2 separate regions of the Rattus norvegicus genome follow, and region 2 is linked to region 1. A link is a contact called in public Hi-C data. All regions are on one chromosome and are shown on one strand. Each heading gives the region's core, a stretch centred on a gene start, on an enhancer-like site or on the middle of the called end of the contact. The rest is flanking DNA. Distances are from core to core; before and after follow the strand shown.

What was found. Hi-C and Micro-C count contacts between places; a contact is called where the count stands out from the background.
Region 2: a Hi-C map of frontal cortex shows a contact between it and region 1, with 2.9 times the contacts expected there. The contact joins the promoter of Atp8a1 here to the enhancer-like site in region 1. A contact is called at or near these places in 2 of 12 Hi-C or Micro-C datasets (frontal cortex and prefrontal cortex).

What each region holds. Positions count from the first base shown.
Region 1 is chr14:40,423,969-40,426,604 of GRCr8, reverse strand. The region is part of intron 1 of Grxcr1 (glutaredoxin and cysteine rich domain containing 1); the gene reads left to right. Among named protein-coding and RNA genes, the nearest start is that of Grxcr1, 55 kb to the left of the region's middle. Within about 2 kb of position 1,289, at least 18 of the 93 cell types and tissues checked have an H3K27ac peak or open chromatin away from gene starts, as enhancers often do.
Region 2 is chr14:40,667,619-40,670,254 of GRCr8, reverse strand. Atp8a1 (ATPase phospholipid transporting 8A1) reads right to left here and starts at 1,302. Exons shown (of 37, transcript NM_001426995.1): 1 at 1,033-1,302. The coding sequence starts at 1,081.

The DNA.
Region 1 (2,636 bases), core at 40-2,539:
CCTGCCTTGTCTTGGATGCTGGAATAGAAGCTACACGGTGAATAAAACTTTTTTTCTCCAAATTGCTTTTGCTCATGGTATTTTACCATGTGTCTAACTAAGACACAGCCATTGTCTATCTCTGTACAGAAAGGTATTTATGTCTAGCAAGGGATTTTTATATGATGTTGGTCTTGGACTTAGGGGGGTTGTGAAGTCTTACTATTTAACTTTTGGCCAAGTTGGAGACCCAGGAAAACCTCAATATAGTTTAAAGCAACTGTAATTTTCTATAACCTTCAGAACAAAAAAAGGAAAAAACAGAAGGGAAAAAGAGGGTGGATGTCAAGTAGCCAGGTAGAGAGCACAGGGCCAGCCTTGCTCTACCTCTCTGCCTTGCTCTGCCCCATCCCCCACCCACAGACATCATGGTGTCCGACTACTTTCTTTTGTATACTCTTAAATTCAAATGCAAATTTCCTCTAAAAACATCTTTGTGTACAGACCCAGAAACAACTTGACCAATTAGATTTCCGAGTAGACCCTGGACAAGAACACTATGATCATAGCTGCCAAGTATCAAAGCTGTGGTTGAGATGGTTTGCTCAGTGCAAGCATTTTTATTCTGAAACAAAAGTTTGAGCAGGGTTCGGTGGCTCATTCCCGTATCCAGCACTTGGGAGGCTGAAAAAGGAAAGAAGCCACACAGTGAGGCTTTGTCTCAAAAAGCAGAAAAAATCGTTCCAACCAATTAGACTGCGTAGGTCTGCTTTTTTCTCAAATGTGAATGAGTGTGTGGGGTAACCTTGATACCACATTGTAGGGAGCGGCTAAAGATGGCGCCGACATCCGGTGGTCGTTTGTGGTAAACACCTACAGCGCATGTGTTGGCAGACCCCCAGCACCTACAAGGCCAGGGTGATATTCATGCTAAATAGGTATTTCATGCTCCACCAATCCCCAGTGGACAAATTTACAGCCACAGCCTGTTTTGTACTTAAGGCAAGTGCCTTTGTTCCCCGGGGTCCCCGTACTATCAATGAGGTGTTCCTGCAATAAAGGCTGATTGAGAAGGATCCAACGGTGTTGCGTCTTCCTTGCCGGTCGAGGTGGGCGCGACACCACATGATGAATGTCAATCTAAAGGTCGTCGTGGACAGTGCCAGCAATTGGAATTGTCTGGATACAGAGGAATAGGAAGAAAGGCGGCGGTGGGAAGAGGCAAGCGCCCTTTAAAGGGGAGACTGGAGCAAGCTTCCATTACTGCTTTGAGCTAGAAAGCAAACTATTTCTGCTTCCATGTTCTTTGGGTTTTCAAAAGATTAAAATCCAGGTTTCCACCTGAAACCTTGAGCTGGCTTAGTGGTGAATGCCAGAGCGACACTGCCTGTCCCACAGCTTTCTGATGGGGTAAGGAGGCTTCTTTCTTTATCCACATAGTCAGTCAGACATGCCGCAAGATCAGCAGTGTCTCGGGAGGGCATTCTCTGAACGGTCATTTTAATTTTGGTGAGTAGGACAGTATTGACTTCTCAGTTAATGTCTCGGCAGGTTTAGCAATCAATCTGAACAGATCAACAATTTCTTGGGAGGTCATTAACGTTTTTCTTGTACAGTCTTGGGACATTAACAAACCAGAAAGTTCCCTTTATAGAAATATTCACCTGTGGTTCATTCATTCATATCTGCAAAGTTGGGTGCTGAGAAAAGGAGGCTTTTTGTGACACTTGATAAATATTTCTGACTTGACTGTTTGCACATGCCTAAAAATATATGAATAACAGTCGCCCTCAGTAGGAGGTTTGGTTTGTAATCCTTGTACAACAGTGTAAAAGCCCGCCATTGAAGTGCATATTGATGTGTAACTTTACTTGTGACCTTTAGCTTATAGAAGAGTGATGAAGCTGATACGTCAATGGCATTTTATATTAGCAATGACATTTTCAACATAACACATCTTTTGCCGAGTGTTTGTTAGACACCAGGTTTTTGTTATTTCTCATTTGTCAAAGAGTCTTACCTCACAAATGATCATACGGTAGAACTTAAGGTCCTAATTTTACAAGTAACGGACTTACAATGTTTGAGTATATTTAAGTTAAGATCATTTAGTTGCTGAGAGGGAAATGAACAAAATCTGTCTAAATTATAGGAAAGTATAGAAATTATTATTATGCACCTACTATGTACCAGATTGTGTCACAGGTTCTTATTTCTTAGGAAAAACGTGAGTTCCTGATTTAGTAGAGGTATAGTTTATTTGTAGGTCCTGGTAGGGAGCAGATAGTGTGCGCTCTATAATATTCCATAGTCCTGCCTATTTTAAAGGAAAAGATTGGGTAAGAGGACAGAGGGGCTTTGTTAATGGTGTAAGGAGGAATGGTTGCCTGGCTGGCGGTGGTGATGTTGCCTGAGGTTGTTGATGTTGTTGAGGTGGTGACATTTAATGGAGGATTAAAAGTGGAGGGAGAAGCAGGCACTACCAAGGTTGTTCCTTTGACAATCCCATCCTGGTATAACTTGCTATTCAGTTCTAGAACAGTGTTTTTCTTTGGTTATTTATAACTTGCAGGATCACATAGTATCATGCTCTAGAAAGGGCACACATTCTGCTCTGACCTTAATCCCTTCCCTCTGAGTTACCTGGACGCCTTAAG
Region 2 (2,636 bases), core at 53-2,552, 240 kb before region 1:
CATAACAAGATAGATTATTTCTCAAAATCGTGCCATTCCACAACGTTGAAGGGCAGAGTTACTGGGATGGAAAAACAGACAAACGAAAGAAAGAAAATAAAAGTAGACCGTTCCTTTTTGCCCTAATAAAACCAGGGGGGATGTTTACTGAAAAAGCTTCCCACATGCCAGACAGGAGGTGAAGGAGGCCTCCTCAGAGTGCACAGCATTTCAGTCTTTGCCAAAGCGCCCTTGCCCTAGGGCATCTGTTGCACACTTCCTACAAGTGGAACCACTCAACAGCTGGTCCTGGGTGGAGCAACGAAAGCAGCATGCACCTTACTCAAGTCAGTTCAGCCAGCCAATGTGCAGGCTTCAAGCAAAAAGAAAAACAAAAATGAAACCTCAAGCTAGAGCCTGGTGAGCCGCAGGGGGCAGAAGTGCAGAGACTGGAACACAGCCTGGTCTCCACCGAGCACCCAAACCCAATTAAGGCTTTTCCAGCCTAGAGATGCTGGGAACTGTGGATCAAAGAATCTGCGACGCCTGGGAATGGCAAACCGGCTCTTCGGGAAGCCGTGATGTGGGGGCAGCACAATGGTGGGCGCTGGAGATAGTAGGTTGGAGGGATCTATTCATGGGCATGGGCAAGCTGATTGGGAACAGGAAGATTGCAAAGATTGCGCGCTGTTGGTGAAGGAGGAGAGCCGGGCTCTTGGCTCTGGAAGGCAAGGACTGAACAGTCGCGTTGCGGTGTAAAGGAAACCTTGGGGCTCCCGCCAGCACATAAATTCCGAGGTTTTGGATCCTGGAAAGCGATTGCTAGTGCGCTGAAGGCAGAGCTGGCGGAAGGGTCCACTGGTGATCAAGGGCGACAGCCAGACTACTGGGAAAAGGAGGAGGGGGTGTATCTTCCCGGACGGACACACACACACACACACACACACACACACACACACACACACACACACACACACACATAGGATCCCGTGCTGCTCGCACCTGCCCCCAAGCACGCTGGGCTCACAGCCTCCGGCTGCGGCGCTCACTCACCTTCCGCACGAGAGCGGATCTCCGACACTGTCCTCCGCATGGTGGGCATCTCGACAGCCCCTGCAGGTAGGTCTCGGGCGGGGACTCTGCACCTGTCACGGCGCCGCGCGGGCGGGAGAGCTGGCTGCACCGCGCAGAGAGCTCAGCTGCCGCCCGGCCGCGCCTCCCACCCAGGACAGCGTCGCCACCAGGAGCCGCCTGGGCACCGGGCGGGAGGGGGAAGGCGGCGAAGGAGCTGCGTCCGCAGAGCCGCCTAGGTCTCCCCGCAGTGGCAGAGGAACGGGCTCGAGGGGCGGAGCCAGGGACGGCGCCGGGGGCGTGGTCTGCGGGGCGAGCGCTCACTCGCTGGCCTCCTGGAGTGGGGCGGGGACAGGGCCGCCGGCCTCCGGGTCCCGCCCAGTTTGGACCGTACCATCCGCGGGGAGAGGGACATCGATTCTAGCTTTCTCGGCCTCTTGGCTCACCTCAGCCCTCCTTAAGGCTAGTACAAGTGTCCCAAACCTTAATAAAAGTGGAAGAGCTGCTCTAGTTTCTGGAAGCTCTGGCATCCCCTCCAGCCACCCTCTGGCTCTACAATGCGATAGAACCGCCCGTCCTCAGGGTTCGGTGTAGGCAGCCTGAGTCTAAGGCTCTGAGACTTTGTGGTTGACGCCTCTGATGCTGTGGGGGACACTGCGTTCGCCGCCAGAGTGGAATCCTAGCCGATCTCAACCCAGCCTGACTCCTGGCCTGAGCTGCACTTGAACCCTCTCTAGTAGCAGGTCGTGAGACCCGAGACCACGGGAGCTTTCCTTCTTCTTGTCATTCTAAGGCTTAGAGCCACACTACCTGCGTGGGTGTGAGCCCATATTTCCCACCACTTCGTTCTCTGCAACCTGTTAAGGCTCTGAAATTGTAACCAAACCAACTGTTGACCACATGGTTAACCAAGCAAAATTCTGTTGTTTGTTGTTTCTGCTTCAGAAAGTTCGATGCAGTAGTTTATCCTCAAAACCTAGTGGGTCGTCGATATAAAATCCATAAAGATGCTAGTTACAAGTCCTCATATCCTAGAGACCAGCACGACCTCAATGCCTTTTATTTTGCGTAGTAAAATACAATCTAACGAGGTTGGGGATTTAGCTCAGCGGTAGAGCGCTTGACCTGGGTTCGGTCCCCAGCTCCGGAAAAAAAAAAAAAAAAAAAAAAAGAAAAGAAAAGAAAAGAAAAAAGAAAAAAATCCAATCTAACAAGTCAAAACAATTGCAGTATTTTTAATTTGTTATCGATTTCAGTCTCGAGATAGGATGAGGGAGGCTTTGTGTCTAAGCAAGCTTCTGAGCAGGGAAGAAGGGAATAACCAGGTAAAAGCTACCAGCTTCCTGCATTGTTCTTCTAGGCCCCTAGTAGAAAGGGTTATGCCAAGGCTTTTTATTTGTGTTCCTTTGACATCCAGAAGGAAGAGGTTGAACGAGAGAGAGAGAGAGAGAGAGAGAGAGAGAGAGAGAGAGAGAGGATTGCAACTCGGGCATAAGGAAAAAAGACAAAATGTGCTAATAGCGTCTTCTCTCCATTCGTGATATTTCCTCTACCTCCCTGAAGGTCGCACTCACTAATCAGAGTTC